Linked DNA regions of Sus scrofa: all the other regions are linked to region 1. The links are chromatin contacts, called in public Hi-C and HiChIP or PLAC-seq maps. All regions are on one chromosome and are shown on one strand. Each heading gives the region's core, a stretch centred on a gene start, on an enhancer-like site or on the middle of the called end of the contact. The rest is flanking DNA. Distances are from core to core; before and after follow the strand shown. Region 1 holds the start of PGRMC2 (progesterone receptor membrane component 2). Region 2 overlaps JADE1 (protein Jade-1). Region 3 holds the start of PLK4 (serine/threonine-protein kinase PLK4).

Region 1 (2,720 bases), core at 64-2,563:
GCTTGCAAAACTGGTGCGGGGTGGGGGTGGGGGGGTATGAATTTATAGCTCTTTTTTTTTCCTCAGTGAAAATACAATAAGTCATAATCAACGTGTATTTGAATACCTGCCTTCCTACTACCAAAAAAAAAAAAAAAAAAAAAAGAAAAAGAGAAAGAAACCGGACAGGCATGCCTGCTAGGTATATGAGCTCCACCCCCAAAACTCAGGGCGAATACCCTTGCCAGTATTTACTAGGATCTGCATTCTGGTATGCTTCATCTCACATTCATTGTTAATCTTGGAAAGCGTCTCCATACTAAAACTATTTTTTTTTAAGGTTGAAGTGTTGCTTATGTACCCGGACTTCATAGAGGGTTGGGACTTGGAGCTACGTGTACCTAAACGTGGCCCTATGAGTACTAGTAGAGAGAAAAGGGACATCAGTGGCAAAAAAAGAGTAAAGAAAGGAAAGCTGTGAATTACAGGGCCAAAAACTTTAGGTCCCTACTTTAGAAATTTTCCTTCTCTCCTGCCCACTACCATCCCAGGAGCTACAGTCTGAGGGCCAAGGTGACTGACGACAACTAAAAGGATTTTTTAAAACTCAGCACAAGAAAAAGCTGCGAGAAGAGTTGGGAAGAGAGAAAGATAAGAACTGAGAGCTGGTTCCTGGGACAACACTGGGACCCCGACTTCGGGGGAGAAACGCTGGAGGTGCCCGCGGCTGGGCTGGGTTGGGGACGGGCTGTCTCAGGTGCGGCAGACAAGGCGCGGGGGTCCAGATGTCGAGAAGGCTGCCAAACTAACCCGGTGCCCACGGGCCCTCCCATCAGAGGGGGGTCGCGCTTGATCTGCAGGGGGTCCTCACCCTCCCCTTCCAACTCCTCACCCGGGCCGTAGAACTTGCTGCCTTTGGTCACGTCGAAGACTTTCCCATTGACCGCGAGTAGGATGCGCGGCGTGCGGGACCCGTCATACTGGCGCAGCTGCTCCAAGCTGAAGTCCCGCTTCTTCATACGAGGCAGAGAAGCGGCTGGGCTCTCCTCGCCTGCCCCGGCTCCGGCGCCCAGACCCCGCCGCCCCCAGCGCACCCACAGCCGGTAGGCCCCCAGCAGCACTAGCGCCACCAGCGCCACGTTCAGCAGCATCTCCCCGCCCCCGTCAGAAGCGCCAACGCCGCTGTCGCCCAACCGCCCCCTTCTGCTGCCTCTCCCGCGCCGCCTGGGCTCTCGCTGCTGCCGTCGCTGCTGCTCTCGCTGCCACTCCCTAGGGTGCCTAGCTTCACGTCCCCATCACCCGCCGCCATCACTGCCCGCCAGCGCCTTCCTCCTCCTCCCCGCCCCCTGCCCGCCCCAACCTCACGGGGGCCCCGCCCATATGGGGGCCTCTCAGCCAATAACGTGAGGGTAGGGGGCGGGGCCAGATGGGCTCCCGATTGGGTGTTGACGGGGTAACGTTGTCTAGGATCCCTCCTCCACCTCCCTTCTTTTGCAGGCCGCGCTCGCGTGCGGCGCCCCGCCTACCTCGCCCCACACTTCCCTGCTTTTGCCCGTCATCTCTTCTAGTTGAAGTAGAAGGGGCGGTCCTGAAAAGATGCTGCGCGGGACGCGCGCGCGCATAGGCGGGGCAAAATTACTGCGCGTGCGCGGGTTCCGGGGCGCCACGCGCTCTCCTTTCCAATGCAACCCCTTCGGAAGGCACGCTCCGCCCAGTCCCCTCGCTGTGCGCGTGCGCCTAAAAGTCTCTTCCCTTCCCAGGCCTGGGTTGGCGTCCGCGAGCAGTTGCCTGTCTCTTGTCGCTCCGCCCGTGAGCTTCACGTGCGCCGAGGCTGCTGCTGAGGCGGGGCGGTCCCGGATTCCTTTCTGAGGGCATGAGTGGCTAGTGCGAGGCCTCGGCATAGTATTAACTGCTTTCGCAAATCGGTGAGGGGTGTCTCTCCCCTTGGACGCCGTCGCGCCCGTCCGGAAGCTATGAGCGTGGGCACTCAGGCAAAGCTACCGCCAGAAGTTTTGGCGATGAGCTGGTCTCCTGGCGCAGAGAGTGTACATAGAACCCGCATTGGAATTGTTTGGCAAAAGGAATCTACGTGCTGTCTGCGACAACGAGTAGCCACTCCCCAGTGGTTTTGGCCAAGGCTACTCTTGTCCAGTTTTCTTTCAGGTTTCAGTCTAAAGGTGTTATTCCTTAAGTCGTAATTTCTGGGGCGGTAGGGAAGTAGATGGGATAAGGTGGCCCTTCAATTCATTAGTTTAGCTTTATTTACAGTTTCTTTTCATCTACCTGGGCGTTGTAGAGTCTTAGCCTCACGTCCTTAAAATTCGGGTATAAGTGTCACCTGTGAAGCCTCATTCTGGATCTTTCACCTCACGCGCGCTCTCTTCATTTCACATACTCCCTTAGGCCTGAGTCTGTTTTTCTGCGTCTCAGTCTATGCCCCGCCCCGCCAAGCTGCTGTAAACTACTCTTGTGGTGAATGAAGGTTGTATCAGGGGAGTAACGGTTTCCGTTTAATCTTGAGGAATTGATGAGATGGAGGAGAGACGTGGGGGAGTATGGTATGCATATTAGGGAAACTAAGTGGTCCACTTTGGCTTTAAGTACTGAAGAGGGGCAAAGTCTGGAAAACTGAAATTTTAGTCTTTTGTATCAAGGGGTAGACTTGGGCTTTATATTGCCGGTTTTGGAGAAGCCACTGAAGATATTGAAGGGGCAAGTGACAGATGAGAGCTCTAGAGAGA
Region 2 (2,720 bases), core at 91-2,590, 440 kb after region 1:
TGTTTGACATTATAAAGGACACATTTAAAGGTTCTGTATTTCTGGGTTGAAATATTTAGACAAGGTTAAAACTTTAACACTTGAGATTTAAGCACTTTGTCAGTTAAATCAAATCTATGACTATCTTTATACCAGATATAACCCTTTGGTTAAAGTGAGAAATCTGGGTTTGAATTGTAGTCATACTAGTATTTTTAGACTCTGAGCATATGATTTAGATAATGATGTCAATTTAAAAACTTACTGTCTAGGTGATTAATGTTTACTTTAAAAACTAAGGTAAGAAACCAGCTGGATTTCCTTCACCTTCGTTTAGGAACAGGAGATTACTAAAGTATAGGTCATTATCATATTTACATACTTTGTTACATTGGGTACTTACTGTATGCTCCATAGAAGACTGATTAAGAAAACATAAATCTTTTCTTGTGGGAGAGGCAGTCGTTGCTGACCAATAATTTAGGAATCAAATTATCAGTTGCTTAGTGTTTAGGAATAACATGCATATAGTGTGAACTTAGCAAACAGAAACATTTCACTATAAAATACTTTTATCTTTAAGGTACATTGGTGTCTGAAAATACATTCTTTAATGCACATTTTTTTCCTTTTTTTTTTAGCTGCACCCGTAGTGTATGGAAGTTTGCAGATCAAGGATTTGAGTCCGAGCCACAGCTGAAACCAATGCTGATCCTTTAACCCACTGCACTGGGCCAGGGATCAAACCTGCACCTCCACAGCAACCCAAGCCGCCGCAGTCAGATTCTTAACCTACTGCATCACAGTGGGAACTCCTAATACACATTTTTGTGTTAGACATTTTCTAAATACATTTTAAAATATTGTACATTTAAGTATTAGATTATTAACTTTGACAGTGAATGGAAAGAAATTTGAAAATAAAGTAATGGAAATAACTTCAGTTAAAGGTCAGTGAGATATTAAAGCGAAGCATCTCACATTCTGTAAAGCTGAGCGTATGATACAGTTTATGTACAAGATCTGTCGACTGAAAAAATACAACCTGGAAGTTGAAAGGTTTATTTGGGGTGAAATTGGGACTTAAGCCCAGGAGACAGCATCTTGTTTAGCCTTGAGAAACCACTAGGAGCAGGTGAGGTGGGTGTCCCAGGATATTTGAATTTTGCAACAAAGGAAAGGTAGTAGGAACAAAAAATTTACAGATAACCAGACTTACAGAAAACTAGTTTCTATGGGAAGATGTAAGTGCCTGGGCTTACATGAATCACTCCTTTGATAGGCATCTCAGCTGTGGGCTGTTCCTCTTTGTTTTTTCCCTGAGTTCCCTCAGGGGTCATTGGCCTACCCTTGGGAGTGGCTGTTGTCACAGATGGCCATGACATCTTTTGTCCACTAGCTACAGCTCAGGAGGCAGTATTTTAGAGCTATAAGGGAAAGGGGGAATTATCAAGATACGTCATAAAGGTGAAGAGGGAGTCACATGCAGCTATGCACACATTTTATAGAAGTTTGCTGCTGGTCTCGTGAAGGTTACTACTAGTCACAGACATCAGTCATCATTGAAGGATTTTCATGTTTTTCTAGTTATGAGGAGATACAAGAATTGGGCTTATAAAATCTCCTAAAAATATCTGACTATCTGAAGACCTGTTCTTCCAGTTTTTCCAGAGCACAGAGTGCCTCACTCCTGGTCTCCACCCTGAGCATTCAGCGGTGCTGCGGGTTGGCTGTTGGAGTGGCTCCTGTTTTACTCCATGTAGAGGCTGCTGGCAAGTGCAAATCTCAGTTCACATATCCTATAGGTTGTTACAGCTAATCCATTACATTGCAATAGGTGATACATAGAAAAGTAGTATGTAGATGTCTTTCATTGAATACCTTCTAGAAAATGAAAACGTGGATAAAATAGATACTTTGAAGATAAAAACAGCCTTTCTACATATAAATCATAAGATAATTAAAATCACTAGGGTATAATCCTTATATAGCTGTAGAGTTTATGGCCTGATATAATGGTACCTGTTCTACCACAGAGAGTAATTCTAGTAACTGGACAGTTTGTTTTCCTCACATCTGCCCTTTCCAAGGAGTAGCATTGAATAAACATCCTCAAATTCGTAATCATCCCATTCTTTTGTAAAAGCTCTTCTCTCTTTGTCCTCCTTGTCATTTCTCTTTCTTTCTTAGCTGGAGTCACATACCAGTCATGCCTCCCTGGTACCACACCCAGGTCGCTGACTTGTTCACTTGCAAATTCCCGAGCCACTTGCGGGGGATGGGTTCTTTTGGCTGATGCTGCTCTTAGTTTAGTGCCTGCTGATACCCCACCCCCCAGTCTTCAGTCTGAGGAAGCTTAATTTTCAAGGTTTTGAGTTACCTTGCTATCTCCCATACAATCTCATGTCCCATGTCCCATAACCCATGAATCCTGTAACCTTTAGCAGTTAGCGTGCTAAAGCCACTTATCTAGTTATTTGCTTACTGGCTCTCCCTGTGGCCCATTCTGTATCTTGTTCACTGTATCTTGGGCATCTAACTTGATGCAATTATTGAATTAATATGTTAGCTAATTTCACTGCATTTAAACTGTGACAGAAGAGGTTGCAGAGAGTAATCTGCATGTGGTCTAAACAGAGTTCAGGGCCAGCAGGTAGGACATTATCTGTGTTTGTTGAGGAGATGGTGCTCTGAGCAGCCACCACACAATCCTGGTTGTCTTGGCACGTCCCTACCTACTG
Region 3 (2,720 bases), core at 60-2,559, 320 kb before region 1:
CTGGACACTGGAACCAAGTACTCAAGCATTATAACATTTAAAGAAGTATTTCCAGAAACGAAGGGAAAAGTTGATTTTTCTCTGAACAGGGTTTTTACACAGCTTGAAGGTAGACAAACTTAATATACCCATTAATGTAAAGAAAAGAGCTTTCCCTTTAGAAAGTTTTTGAAGTAGTTCTCTGCTACATATCCTTGTTGAATACAACAATCTTATCATCTGATAAAGTGTATCGTACCAAATTTAAAGGTCTTTTTTGACCAGTCTATTAACACGTGTGTGAGATCTCTTAAATGTGAGTTATTATCCAAATGACATATATTTACTATTTACCAAAATACAGTTTATTTTCTATTTACTTATTTATTTATTGTCTTTTGTCATTTCAGGGCCGCACCCTGGGCACACAGAGGTGCCTAGGCTAGGAACAGCTGCTGGCCTATACTACAGCCACAGAAACTTGGGATCCGAGCCATATCTGCGACCTACGCCACAGGTGACCACGATGCCAAATCCTTAACCCACTGAGTGAGGCCAGGGATCCAACCCGCAAGCTCATGGTTCCTAGTCAAGAGTCGTATCCGCTAAGCCACGAGGGGAACTCCCAGTTTATTTTCTTTAAGCACCTTACACATTTTTTACAGTTATGAAAAACTGGAGTAAGCATTGGGGAGTAATGGAATGCTTACATCAGGTAATTTTTTTCCCTTGTGCTGTTCCACCAAGTTTAAACATTTGAAATTTAATTATCGTTGTAAACCCTTTACAGAACTGGAATAAGTAGCTTTTCAGACAGTGAGGTAAATAACTGACCGGTTGTAAATGCCTCATATTTCAGGCTGCCTTTTTTACTGTCTCGCGCAGGTCTTCCACAACTTAGAATGCCAACTCTTGCTTCCAAGCTGTAAGGTGCAGAAGCACTTCCGGTCTTCGGTCCAGAGACTAGCCGGGAAGGAGCCTAACACGCATGCGCGCCCCGGCGCAGCCTCTCCGCAACTACCCGTCTCGTTACGTCACCTCCAACCTCCCTTGACGGCAACCGGCGGGAGTTTTTCAAAATGGGAGCGCGAAGGCGCCACCCAGTCCTCGGAAGGTGCCTGGGAGACCTTTCCGTGGCTGTACTGTCGTCGCCAGGAGCGGCGGCCTAGAGAGCCGAGCCTGATGGGCGCCAAGACCCGCTGGCTGCTTGGAGCGCTGCCTCGAAAAGACTTCGTGAAGGGAGCTAATCCGGGAAGCACGGGCCGGGACCTAGAAATATGGCGACGTGCATCGGGGAGAAGATCGAGGTGAAAAGACTCGGCACTGCTCAGTAGGGCGAGTGGGAGTCGGAGTGTTGGGACTCGAGACCCTGGCTGGAAGGGGATCGGGCGAAGCTAACTGCCGCGGGGCGGGCGCCGAGGTGCTTTGGGAGGGTCCCAACCGCCGGGAGCCCGGCTGTTTTAAGGGCGGAGCGGCCCGCCCCTCACAGACGCGGGGGCGGTGAGACAGGTGTGTTGCTCGCAGCTCCGCCCTTCTGTTCCTAGACTCCAAGGCTTCTGGTCTGCGATCCCGCTCCAGCTGCCGCGCTTAGAGCAGAGCAAGACTGTCTCCCCTTTTTTCAAGGGGATGGCGGTTACCTCCGGCGGGAGCTGCGGCGGGATTCTCTTCAGGCGCTCAGCTCTCAGGGGGTTGGCTGGAGGTGGGAGGAGGGTGCTGAGGCTACACTGAAGTTGCGGAGCCAGACTTAGGATATTCTATCTAGAGCCCAGCCTGGAAGCTCAGCGAGACCTGCAAGGCATCAACATGCTTTCCACCCCAGACACCTGCTGTATTGAGGTGTAATATCTGCTTGAATTTTGAATGCAAATTCCCCTCTTGATCCATTTTCTCTTCTTTTCCAGCCCCTTCCTATTTTTTCCCTTTCTCCTTCTGAAAGTTGTCACACACATTCTTTAATTTTGACTTTTAAGGATTTTAAAGTTGGAAATCTGCTTGGTAAAGGATCATTTGCTGGTGTCTACAGAGCTGAGTCCATTCACACTGGTTTGGAAGTTGCAATCAAAATGGTAAGAATTTTGTAATCAACTTCTTTGCAGGTAACAAGAGATATTTGCTATTTGAAATGTCAGAAACTCCTTACCTGCCAGCCTTTTCTTTATGGTATAAAAATCCCACTGCTTAGGCAGGAGACAGTAGTTCCAAGTCCACCATTTGAACATAAGGTTATCGTAGGAGATCCTTGACCATACTTAAATAACATCTTCAGTACTGTTCATTATACCTGGTATCTAATTATGTGTACTTGGAATAATCGGTAGCGATCAAAGAACAAAAAATAACTTTAAAATAATAAGAATACACTTGTGCATAGTTCTATATTACACTGTAGCAAGCTAAAATACTGTTCTTTTTATCAGAAGTCAGTCTAGGGAGTTCCTGTCGTGGCTCAGTGGTTAACGAATCTGACTAGGAACCATGAGGTTTCGGGTTCGATCCCTGGCCTCACTCAGTGGGTTATGGATCCGGCATTACTGTGAGCTGTGGTGTAGGTTGCAGACGAGGCTCTGATCTCGTGTAGCTGTGGCTGTGGCATAGACTGGTGGCTACAGCTCCAATTGGACCCTTAGCCTGGGATCCTATATATGCCACGGGTGCAGCCCTAGAAAAGACAAAAAGACAAAAAAAAAAAAAAAAAGTCAGTCAGTAGGAGTAACATAAGCAAATTAAGAAACACTTATCTA

What was found. Hi-C and Micro-C count contacts between places; a contact is called where the count stands out from the background. HiChIP or PLAC-seq counts read pairs in DNA pulled down with a chosen protein or histone mark.
Region 2: a contact with region 1 is called in a Hi-C map of epiblast stem cells, with 2.7 times the contacts expected there. The contact joins the enhancer-like site here to the promoter of PGRMC2 in region 1. A contact is called at or near these places in 2 of 5 promoter capture datasets (fetal liver and liver), 7 of 47 Hi-C or Micro-C datasets (embryonic fibroblasts, epiblast stem cells, heart right ventricle and 3 more) and 2 of 2 datasets of contacts at active chromatin or transcription factors (alveolar macrophages and skeletal muscle).
Region 3: an H3K27ac HiChIP or PLAC-seq map of skeletal muscle shows a contact between it and region 1. The contact joins the promoter of PLK4 here to the promoter of PGRMC2 in region 1. A contact is called at or near these places in 1 of 47 Hi-C or Micro-C datasets (liver) and 1 of 2 datasets of contacts at active chromatin or transcription factors (skeletal muscle).

Annotation. Positions count from the first base shown.
Region 1 is chr8:96,691,416-96,694,135 of Sscrofa11.1, reverse strand. PGRMC2 (progesterone receptor membrane component 2) reads right to left here and starts at 1,313. Exons shown (of 4, transcript NM_001097521.2): 1 at 1,140-1,313; 2 at 872-1,137. The coding sequence starts at 1,288. It overlaps LOC102166663 (a long non-coding RNA gene), which reads left to right and starts at 568. Exons shown (of 5, transcript XR_002346425.1): 1 at 568-696.
Region 2 is chr8:96,256,156-96,258,875 of Sscrofa11.1, reverse strand. All of the region lies in intron 5 of JADE1 (protein Jade-1), which reads left to right. Among named protein-coding and RNA genes, the nearest start is that of JADE1, 310 kb to the left of the region's middle. Within about 2 kb of position 1,340, at least 13 of the 83 cell types and tissues checked have an H3K27ac peak or open chromatin away from gene starts, as enhancers often do. A contact at or near this core is called in epiblast stem cells, where this site is marked.
Region 3 is chr8:97,011,606-97,014,325 of Sscrofa11.1, reverse strand. It overlaps PLK4 (serine/threonine-protein kinase PLK4), which reads left to right and starts at 1,309. Exons shown (of 16, transcript XM_021101607.1): 1 at 1,309-1,815; 2 at 1,950-2,045. The coding sequence starts at 1,783. LOC102167943 (a long non-coding RNA gene) reads right to left here and starts at 966. Exons shown (of 5, transcript XR_001298442.2): 1 at 814-966.